Regions from separate parts of the Triticum aestivum genome. Here region 1 is linked to region 2. A link is a contact called in public Hi-C data. All regions are on one chromosome and are shown on one strand. The core of a region is the stretch at or near the end of the contact, and the rest is flanking DNA. Distances in the headings are between cores, read along the strand shown. Region 1 holds the start of LOC123046214 (serine/threonine-protein kinase D6PKL1). Region 2 holds the start of LOC123046213 (protein WHAT'S THIS FACTOR 9, mitochondrial).

Evidence for each region. Hi-C and Micro-C count contacts between places; a contact is called where the count stands out from the background.
Region 1: a contact with region 2 is called in a Hi-C map of leaf, with 7 times the contacts expected there. The contact joins the promoter of LOC123046214 here to the promoter of LOC123046213 in region 2. A contact is called at or near these places in 1 of 5 Hi-C or Micro-C datasets (leaf) and 1 of 1 datasets of contacts at active chromatin or transcription factors (leaf).

What each region holds. Positions count from the first base shown.
Region 1 is chr2B:592,552,843-592,558,591 of IWGSC CS RefSeq v2.1, reverse strand. It overlaps LOC123046214 (serine/threonine-protein kinase D6PKL1), which reads right to left and starts at 3,163. Exons shown (of 4, transcript XM_044469523.1): 1 at 2,878-3,163; 2 at 2,523-2,596; 3 at 1,084-2,438; 4 at 1-476. The coding sequence starts at 2,291.
Region 2 is chr2B:592,338,352-592,344,289 of IWGSC CS RefSeq v2.1, reverse strand. LOC123046213 (protein WHAT'S THIS FACTOR 9, mitochondrial) reads right to left here and starts at 4,451. Exons shown (of 2, transcript XR_006422031.1): 1 at 2,989-4,451; 2 at 330-1,867. It overlaps LOC123046212, which reads left to right and starts at 4,762. Exons shown (of 2, transcript XM_044469521.1): 1 at 4,762-5,318; 2 at 5,403-5,938. The coding sequence starts at 4,854.

The DNA.
Region 1 (5,749 bases), core at 1,914-4,413, 220 kb before region 2:
TACCAAAGGTCCACCAGTCGACCGCACTTCCATGGCCTTCGCCTTTGATGATTTCTGGGGCCAAGTACTCATGAGTTCCAACAAATGACATCGATCGAGCTGATGTTGGTTCTGCGAGGAGCTCGGGCAGGTTGATGGCACTCTGTCCCAGCTCAGACCTTGTCTTTCTGGTCTTTTTCTTGCTCTTCTGACCGAACAATTTGGGCATGAAACAAGCGGGCTGAATACAGGCTGAAGTAGGTTCCATGCAAGTAGGTTGCACACAGAATGAACCACCCGCCCTTCTGGGATCAGAATCAAAGGCCGATGTCCTGATTAGTGTAGGTGACACTGCACATCTCAGGGAGAGGTCGAAATCTGAAAGCATTATGTGGCCATCATCACGCACCAGAACATTTTCTGGCTTCAGGTCCCTGTAAACGACTCCCAGCATGTGCAGATACTCAATAGCTAGAAGAACTTCTGCAGCATAAAACCTGCTCAAAATCAGAGAGCACAATATCAGTGCTTTTAGTTGCAACTAGCCAACTAGGTATATATGATAAGCTTCGGAATACCAAAAATCTGGTATTGAAGGATAAGATGCTAAAGCAAAAGCTAATTGGAGCACGGTTTATAATATCCCAAAATCATTTCAACCATGCTGCCTACATTTCAATCTATAAATTTATGCACCATTTACGAGCACACCTGCAGACTACATTCGAACAAATAACATTTCTCGCACACCATCATATAACAGCCATAGGACCTTATTCAGAAATTCTGCCCGAGTAACCGGGCAACACTACATTAGCTGCTTCCTGAGCCCCAAAAGATAAGTTTCCCATCAAACTATAGCTATACAGAATTCCTTCCCTTGCGGAAACCATTTCCAACCCGGAATCCTTGCACAGTTCGGAAATTATGCTTCAGGCTCAACTGTCTAATATTAAAAAGCAGAAATAGTAATAACTCTAAGCTACATTAAATTGATAGCAAATGGAATCAGTACTAAACTTGACAAACAAATTACTGAATGTGAATACAATATGAAAATACAAGTTATATTTTTGTAAGGAACTGGCTCATGATTTAATATACCTTGCTGCATACTCGGAGAAATATTTTCCTGGCTGTTTCTGTCGCAGAGTGTGCAAGTCGCCACCCGGACAAAATTCCATGACCAGACACGAGAACCTATCAGTCTCAAAATGTGTATACAGAGTTGGTAGGAATGGATGATCCAGAAGCTGTAGGATCTCCCTCTCAGTTTGAGCCCTATTCAACTTCTTCCTGCTGGCTAAGGATGCCTTGTCCATTACCTTCATTGCAAAGTAGCACCTAGTCCCACTCAACTCTGAGAGGTATACACTGCCAATGTCACCACAGCCTAGACGCTTGAGCAGTCTAAAGTGGCTCATCCCAAGCACGCCATCGCGAATTCGCACAGCATGAATCGCCTTTCCTCTAGGATCATTCCCCTTATGAGGCTTGCTGGTACCTCCAGTGATATGGCTCCAGCTGCTATCATCGCTAACACCACTGCTGTCACTTGCTCGGCTCATGCTTGTTTTTGCACTTTCTAAAGAGTCACCTCGCACACTACTCTTTACACTTCCAAAGTTCCTCTCTACAGTAAGCATGGTTCCGCCAGCTATGGCTTCACTTTTATATGTGTTACTGCGGTTGCTCGCGATGCTCATGGCAGTGACCACCCCCATGCTGTCAATGCTGCTGTGAGGGCTGACATTGCCGCTGGGAGGGAGCGATGCATCCCAGACACAGTCCTTCTCCTCCGAATCCGGAGGCAAGGACACAGTTTCCGTTGCCTGTGACGAGCGCGCCGTGGCCAACGAAGCCACTGCAGCACCAGATACCTTCCTCTCTTCAGCCAAGCCTTCACCACTGCCTGCACAGACCACTGCATTTGGCTTCAGGCCTGTGACACAGAGCGAGAGGTCATCTATGAACGGCCCTTTCCCTGATAGTCCTCGCACCAGACACACCGGCGGCTCAGGCTTCTCCTCGTCAATTGCGACATAGACCGTCTTCATAAGATCCATATCAATTGGCTCCAGGGGGTGACTGGCCCCAGAGAAAGAACTCCGGCCACCCTCATCCGAGGAATCCACGCTCTGGAAGCTCTCCTCGCCATCATCTGGCAGATCCTTCTCATCCTGCTGCTGGGAGGTCTTCCCTTTCCATGACGCCTTTATCGGTATCGGCAGTGGCGGCTCCAGGCTCTGCACCTTCCGAGCAGTGACCACCAGAGGGTCTTCAGGCTCCGCAATCTTATCTACTATCTCCATTCAGACCTTAGCATAACAAGGGCACAAACACCAAGCAAGAGCCGACCAAGACAAGGCAAATCCCAAGCGATTCTCTCCTCAACAAGACACAAGGACGACAGGATTCCTGCACCGGGATGGCAGATTTCAGCACAGACAGCACTTCACCTGCAACATTCACACACAGATTGATTAAGGAGACGAGGAGAACAAAGTTCCTCTCCAGCACAACACGGGTTCGAAGAATCAAACCTGCTCCAGGGCAAATTGTCGAAAACCCAGCGAAAGCAGCCCCCGGGGAGTAGGAACAGGTCCAATCCTCCACCCTGCAGAACAGAATCACAAACCAACCCACCGGATTAGAGGACGCATACTTCCGCAAGAATGAGAAAACAACGACCCACCAAATCACGCCTGGTGCTCCCCAAACCCCAAGGCACCCACCAAAACCGCAGCAGAATCCCGCCAGCATATCGACTCTCAGAATGCACCCACCCCGCGCCGCATTCAGATCTTCGCCGCCGGCGAAGAGCAACGAAGCGCGGCAGTCGCCGGTTCCCCAACCGAACCAAACAAGTAAACAAATCGAAGGAAAATAATCAATCACCTCGAACCGGGGAAAAGCGGAGATCCCCAGAGTCCAGAGATGACGGACGCCTCAGCCTCGGGGGACGACGCGCCGCGCTCTTGGCCGGCTCCTCCCCGCTCCCTCGTCCCACCACCGCGCACCAGTGCCGCCGCTGCTGCTGCTAGCGCCAGTCCCAGCCAGAGTAACTCCGCACCCAGCCTCGCCCTGCACCTCTCTCTCTCTCTCTCTCTCTCTCTCTGCGCTTGTGAGGACTGATGAGGAGAGGCGGAGCGCGACGGAGGGGGGAAAGCGAAAGGCGTGGGAGTGGTGGGGGCTGGATTTGTTCCCGTTCTGTTTTGAGAAGGAAAAAATAAAGCGGAAAGCGGCGAAAAGGTTGCGCGTGGGCTGCTGCTAAGCACCGTTTTCCCGCGGCTAATCACTCTCGCGCTTTATCCGCTTTCCCTAACCACACAGCTTTGCTCGCTCTGGCCCGTCCCTTTCATCCTCGTTAGTCGTTACCCATCCAACCCCACACTGATGTTCTGCTGCCAAAAAGAAAAAAACTACACTGATGTTTTCTCATCTGTGAGACAGGAAGCAGCTTCTCAACTGTGCCACGAATAACAAAATAAGTACAATCAGAATGGGTCTAATGTTACTAGTAGTACCTTCTTTTGGGTAAAAGCAAAGGGAATTTTATTGTTGCTGTACTGGAGTATCTCCTTCTTGATAGCCGAATTAATGCTTTCTTCTTCTTCTGAGCCGAAGTAATTGCTGCGTTGATACGGGTCGGAGCTTTGGGGCATGCCTGGGCCGACTTGTGGGGCCATGGTGTAGCTTCTTTGCGCTACAGCGGGACCACCTGTCACCATCACTTGGAGAGTGCGGCCGGAATGAGGACAGACGCATACGTGACTCGTTCAATGATGCCGTTTTGGAGGACGTGTTCACCCGCTCATCACGCTCGTCGGTGTCAGAGTAATTTGAGCAAGGCGGCTAATGGAGTAGTAGGTTTTTTACCGTCTCCCCTGAACTTTACATGGGACGAAAAGTTTACGTGTACAGTTTTTTCTTTTTACATCAGTACAGACTCAAGCGCTCATATATATGTGCATACTCTCACTCCTATGAGCGCGCACACTCACATCCTACCTCTATAAGCATCTCTGAGAGACTGAACCCTGGTGGGCTGTGATACCATTGTGCCTCTAACCATCCAACCACAGGTTGGTTTGCGTTTACGTGTACAGTTTATTTCTTTTCATTTGAGAAATTTACATGTACAATTAAGAGATAGTGTCACCCAACGCCAACGCGCTGAAACGGACTGAAAATGTGGCCCAACGCGGCGAAGCAAACAGATGGTTCGTCCGCCCACGACACATTTTCCGGCCCAAATTTAGACTAGGTTTGCGTTGGCATGTACACACGTGACGCTCTCTCTTATTCTCCCCTGGACCGTCTGTAGGTGGCATATCGGCCATTCTCTCCTCCCCTCCCCCCACACAGGACCTCTTCCGGCCACGCCGTCCTCACCGCCGTTGTCCACTTCGGTCGCTTGGACGCCGCATAGGCTACAGTCCATATCCACCCATTCCCTCCCACCTCTAAGCGCATCTAAGACCCACTCTTGTCGGTGTTAGTGGCCTCTTCTCGCCGCCGTCGTAGCACGAGAAGGCATGGTCTAGCAGCACCTCCACGGTCGCCAGCACCACCCTTGCCTCCACTTCGACAGGCCCACTGGATGTACAGGGAGGGCATGGGGCTCTCCACTGCTGCTACTCCACCACGCCCATAAAGGTGTTCGGTGTTTTGCCCGCAAGGTACCTTGGATAGTGGGACGAGTTCTTTTTCAATAACTTCATGTGTTCATCGAACAATTCATTGCCGGACAATGAGGATTTTGTGGTTGCAACTATGTTCGTCAATGACCACATTGCTAAGCAGCGTACGACGTTTAGGGGATCGATCATGGGCCATGCTCCGGTGTTAAATCGCAACAGAGAAAGAGGCCATTGCCCACTCTTTGTCGGTTACTTTCAGTGCACGTCCCCACTCTACAATCCCAAACTTTCCCGGTGCTGCTTCTGGATGGCGGGACATGTGTTCAATCGTATTCGAGAGGGAGTGGTGGTGTATGATGATTACTTTAGATGCAAGGAGGATGCCCTTGGAAAGGTTGGTTTCTCCTCTTATCAGAAATGCACTGCAGCTATTCGGATGCTTGCATACGAAATTCTCGGTGATCTTATGGATGAGTATGTCTGCATGAGTGAGTCCACATGCCTTGCATCATTGTACAAGTTCTGTCGGGCTAAGGCAGCAACGTTTGGCCCGAAGTACTTGAGAGAGCCAAATGTTGCATATACAGCCCGATTGTTAGCGATCAATGGAGAGAGAGGCTTTTCTAGGAGCGCTTGGTACCATAAATTGTATGCATTGGAAGTGAAAGAATTGTCAATTTGCTTGGTGGGGGCAATATAAGGGGCATTTTAAGGCTTGCACTGACATACTTGAAGTTGTGGCTTCACAAGATATCTGAATTTGGCACTCTTTTTCGGCATGGTTGGTTCTCACAATGACATTGATAACCCACAAGTGTAGGAGATCGCAACAGTTTTCGAGGGTAGAGTATTCAATCCAAATTTATTGATTCGACACAAGGAAAGTCAAAGAATATTCTCAAGTATTAGCAGCTGAGTTGTCAATTCAACCACACCTGAAAGACCTAATATCTGCAGCAAAGTATTTAGTAGCAAAGTAGTATGGAAGTAACAGCAACAGTGGCAAAAGTAACAGTAGCAATCCTAACAGTGGCAACGGAAAAGTAACTTAGCAAAGATCAATATGAAACGAGCTCGTAGGCAATTGATCAATGATGGATAATTATGTCGGATGGCATTCATCATGC
Region 2 (5,938 bases), core at 3,202-5,701:
AATTGTCTAGCAAGGATGTCTAGCATTCCATCCGTTCGGGCATTGGAATCCAGGAAAGTTGCAAAGTCCAAGGCTGGTCTTCCGGAGCATGGATGCATGCATGCTTGCGCCTGTGTTCCATCCATCTCTCCCATGATGCCTCGCTGCTTTAGCCTGATAAAAAAGACATGATGTGAGGCTGTGGGGGCTTCCCCCCTTCGGCACAATTGCAAGGAATCAGGAGAAGGTTTGGCATTGCCTTCTTTTCCCTCACGATTCATCATGGTTGCCTTGCACGGCAGGGTCAAGTTGCTCCCTCCTCTGGTGTCGTGCAGAGAGACTCACGTCCTCTTGCCTTCTTGTTTTCCTTGGTAAAACTTTGGGATGCTGGAGGATGATGTAATTTTTACATCCAGTAGAAAAAAAATAGAACAAGCATGTGGCATTTCGAGGATCCTGTACTATAAGTTGAGCATTTGAATAGCGCAAGAAAAGATAAGCAAGAAAGAAAATATAGTGGAGGATCATGCGACAATTGTACCACAAGGGGTAAATAAATGGACAGAGCCCCAGCCAATGCTTTGTTCTTGGAGCCTTGCTGCCACCATAAAAGCAAAACAAACATCTTAAGAATGGTCGGTGCAACATGCTACAATATATATGTTTTATGCATATGAAAATTTCAGTGTAATTTTAAAAGGCTGAATGAAAAGCTGGTGGCTTGCTGTGATTCTGTCCTCAGAAACCTGAAATTTCCCATTGTCCTGAAGATATGTGACTCCATACCGTGACAGTTTGTTGTATCCACTGAATTACACAGGCAGAATCGGTTCACTTACAAGTTTACAATGTTCCATCTTTTGCATTTACATCAACAAGCAACAAATCATGGAACAAAGTATGCAGTCCGCTGGGCCACCTAACGCTAGCACTCTGGCATTCAGTACAAAAAAATGTGGCGAACTGAGCATGTCACCTCACCTGATGCCCCGATGGTATCGCCCCGATGGTATCGCCAAACAAATTGTTTTCAAACGGATATCAAGACCATATTTATTTATGTGTAGACAGATAGCCGGTACTATTGATTCACCAACAGGTGCAATACAGATGCACAATTGAATCAGTAACAAGTTTACAACATCCCATCTTCAGCATTTACATCAGCACGGGACAAACTGCCTAGCAAATTATGAAGTCCAAGGAATTCTGATAGCAAAATGAAAAGAGGGCAAGAAACCTGGACAAATAATTCTTTGGCCGGCAAACGCAGATAAGTGCAGCTAAGACCGGGGTTGATCAAAGCAGCTCAACATATCAGCACCGTTTATGATGGAAACAAAAACAATTTCTAGCATTCCCAGAGGAACTGATACCCACACTAAGCAACTTCAATTGGCAAGACTTCGTAAAGCAACTTATATCAATCACCCAGGTGTGCACAGTGCACACTGAGACTGAGAAGATGACTTAACATTACACACACTATTGATGCTCTGACAATGGAGCAGAAAATCATCTGCCAAATTCAAGAAGTGAACTGAAGCAGAAGAGCATACCACCTGATTTCCTAACCTTGGAGTTGGAGCCTTGGAGGCGCCAGTTGAAAAACCCAAGATACTTGAAAGTGGTAGCAGTTTATGAGCATTTCAGATTTTAATACAGCATTTAAGACTTGTAACCTCTAAAATTATCACTGAAAGTCACATTGAACTTGCTAAAGAAATTTTATGCGGGGCAAATTAAGCCAGACATAACCAAAACCGCACCATTTTTAAGAAAACAAGAAAGGAAGAACGTGGCTTCAGAATAATCGTGGCAAGCTCAAATCATTTGTCCTACAGAAGTTGCCAAGACTGCAAAGGCTCCATGATCAGCATCACTTTGGCTGGAAAGATTGTAAGGAGCAGGAGTCAGAGACACTGCTACACTCATGTCTATCATTGGTGACTGAGAGAGGCTGGTTGCCATCACAAAAGGACGGTTAGCAACAGATAAATGTTTTCCGCCTCACAAATGAGCCAACTTAATCAAGAAATATATACTCCCCCCGTCCCATAATGTAGGACGTTTTTTGACACTACAATAATGTCAAAAAACGTCCTAGAATATGGGACGGAGGGAGTACATTTTATTCCAACTTTAATAAAATTCCAAGCAGATCTTCTGCAATCAAGGAAATCATAGTTTGCATTTGGTCATTGTCTGCCCAAATCTGATCAAATCATCATCTGCCCGAACAGGATTAAGTCTCACCTACAAAACCGACATCTAATTTGCAGCCATAACCTGGCTAAAGTTCATAACTTAGTCTTTGTGAGGCTTGCTTCATGCCCTAAAAGAGAGACTGAAAATTAAGTGTCTCGAAGCTAGGCTATCCAACATCCAGGTATCAAGCTGCCTTCTGAGTTATTTCTAATTTTCTAGGCCCCCATGACAAGCAATATTATAAGGGTTAGAGTACCTCTAGCACTAGACACTACATTACGGCATGACAGTTTCTAATATACCAACAAGAATAATGGTTTCCCCAAGAAGATGTGATAACATCTTCTACAGTGATACCCCCTGTGGCAAATACAACCACTCATTACAACAATCAACAAACCTAACATAGCTGCAACTCTATTTTGTGTGTGTCACAAATTGAATAAGAACCTGTACATGAAATGTGTTCTGTACTTCGGTTAACTATCTAGCATACAGTTGAATCGTGATGACTCTCATCTCATGCTATCCAGAGAGCAGAGAGAGCCATAGGGACAAATTTCACCTCGAGAAATAGAAGATGACCATAGAAACTAGGTATCTAAACAAGCTTTCTACATCTCAAGCAGGCAATGTAAAATACCTCAAAATTTTAGTAGGAACTAGCAATTCACAATGGTATTATCATTGCCTTCTGAAACCACTCATTTTCAGGAACTAAGTTAAACCAAGTTGCTGAAAGCCATGTGTGAACCCCTAGTTTACAGGTACTAAGTTGAAACCTGTTGCTGAAACCCTCACCTCATGAAGTCACCGCCCATCATCTCAAAACAGCAACATGCAGCAAGCAGAAATCACCATCCAGTGTCAATCGTAACTATCGCGTTCATCATAATCATCATTGCCAGGCCCGTCATCATCCACAATCTCCATTCCAAAGCACTCAACATCAGCATCCTCATCCATCCCCTCTCCTTGAAACTCCTCATCTCCATCCAGTGTACCCTCCTCTTCATCGTCATCTTCGTCTAAAACCAGCTTGGACAAGCCCTTCCCACGGTACAACACGCCAGTGCGCATCACATACTGTACCTTGTCCCTCACCGCCGCGAGGGGGTGCTTCTCCACAAGCTTCCCCCTCTCGTACCCCTCGCGAAGCACGAGCGTCGTCGTTTTGCACTTCAACGACAGGTAGAACACTCCAGGATACCTTGTAAACAACCTCGTGAACTTGTGAGGCAGGCCAAGCTCCTCGCGGAGCAAACGGATCGCATTCCTCCGGACCATCTTGTGCACCATCAGCCCGAGCAACTCATGCAGCAAACCAATGTTCCTCTTCTCGTAGATGTCGCTGTCAGGGTCGATCCCTGAGGCATCATCATACGGCGAGATGTAAGGTAGCCGGTGGAAATCGTCCATCCAGGCCTTGACCTTCTTCATCCCTCCGTACCCACGCGGGAACCGCATCGGGAACGCGAGGGGGGCATGCGACGAGGACGGCGGACGGGACAGGTCGCGGTAGGTCGCCCCGGTGATGGCCTCGGCGTGGCGGCGCTGGAGGGAGGATATGGCGATGTCGTCGGGGAGGCGGGAGGTGGAGAGCGAGATGTGGTTGTTGGAGACGGCGAAGAGGTCGGGGTGGGAGGAGGGGAAGGAGGAGGCGAAGTCGTAGGGCAGGCCGAGGTCGAAGCGGAGCGGGAGGATGGAGGCCAGCGGGAGCGACCTGGAGCGGGTGAGGAGGAGGAGGCGCGCGAGGCGGAGGTGGGAGTCGACGGCGGAGGCGCGGGCGAGGCGCGCGAGGAGGATGTCGGAGGCGGAGGTGAGGGAGAAGGCGGGGAGGGTGGGGAAGCGCGGGTGCGGCTGCTCGGCGAAGAGGGTCGGGTGGCGGCGGAGGAAGCGGAGCACGGGGACGGTGAGGCCGAGCGGCTTCTGGAAGCGCGCGAGGGCGCGGGCCGGCACCGGGGACGACGGCTGGCGGGCGAGGTAGTCGAGCATGAGGCAGGACGCGCGGATGGAGGTGGTCCGGTCGATGATGTGGTCCAGCCCGCGGTTCTTCACCCACTTGAGCCGCACCTTCTGCATGGCGAGGCGGCGGCGGGGGAGGTGGCTGGTGTGGTGAGTGGAGGAGACGGCGGTGGGCGAGGGTGGCTGGCGGCGCGCGTGGAGTGTTCGGGCAAATGCGTACAAGGGGGAGCGGCCAGGTGGGCAGAGGTGGAAGAAGAGACAAATTCCGCAAAGGTTCTATGACCTTGCCACTCGGCCTGGTTTAGCCTGGACTGGGCCTGTTTGTTTGGTCCGACATAGTTGGGCTTTTCAACGGTCCAGTACTTGTGAGTTTGTGAGCTCAAAAAAAACTTGCGAGTTTGTGAACTGAATGGACTATCGTGAAAGTCTGAAAGACTAGCTCGATTTCAACAGCAGCAACACAGCATGCGCGTGACCTCAACAGCCCATGAAAAAATTGTCGCGACGGGTAGCTAAGCCAAAATCAAACGACTCGAACTACTAAGATGCGTCGATGGCAATGGCACGTAAAATTGCACGAACCGCGTATAAATTGGGCACTGTTCCAGGTGTTCTCCAATACACCACTTCTCGGCAAGGCTGTAATATTTGGCAGGGTCAGCCGCGCGCGCACGGGCGACGCTCGCAGACGCAGAACCAGAATGGCGCATATCCACGTCGAGTCCATGCAGACCGCCGTCCCGACGCGCGTCGCGCTGGAGCGCGGGCGGACGCTGCCCATCGCCGTGACCGGGCTGCCCATCGCGGCCGCGGAGCTGCAGCACCGGTTCCGCGCGGTGCTTTACTACCGCGACCGGCTGGAGGGCGAGGCGATGGCGCAGCTGGAGCAGGCCGCGTGGGTGCAGGAGTCTCTCAGCGAGGCGCTGGCCGACCACCCGAAGATGGCCGGGCGGCTGTGGCGGCGGCACGCTGGCGGCGGCGAAGGGCCGTGGGATTGGGACGTAAAGCTCTGCGACGCCGGCGTGCGGCTGCTCATGGCGTCGATGGACACGACCTTGACCGCGTTCCTGGAGATGGAGGACCGCGAGAGTAAGGAGCCGGCGCTGGCGCTCTGGACGGACGTGGAGGCCAAGGACCCCGAGAAGTGTTCCCCTTTCGTCATGCAGGTATACATGCAAGAACTTCCCCTTCGTGCATTTTTCGTACGCCCTGAGCTAAAAATCGCGCAAATTTCGTGCTTCTCGTCGCAGTTGACGCGGTTCCAGGGCGGCGGCTACGCCATCGGCGCGTGCTGCAGCCTGCTCCACACCGACCCGCTGTCTTTCATCAACTTCCTCAAGTCGTGGGCGCGGACGCACGCGCAGCTACGGGCGCAGAACAAGCTCGTTCCCAACCAGATGATAAAGTACACGCGCTACTTCCGGAACCCAGGCGCCGCCACGAGGCGTCTCAGGTCCACCCCCCTCGTCTCCGTGGCCGGCGACGCCGCGACCACCGTGCTTTTCAGGGTCGTCGGCGATGCGCCAGGCCGCCGCGCACTAGCCGAGGCGTGCGTCGCGCAGGCCAGCGAGAAGCTGGGGGTTGAGAAGCCGACGCGGTTCACGGTTCTCGCCGGCGATGGCCTGGGAGGGCTGAACGTCCTGCGCTCCTGCGCGGGGTGTGACGGGGAGACGACGACGACGCCGCCGCCTCCGGGTCACCTGCTTCGGGACGCGTGCTGGCAAGAAGCCGGTCTCGAGGAGGCCATGCTGGATGGGTACAAGCCCGTGCACGTCTCGTGCAGCAT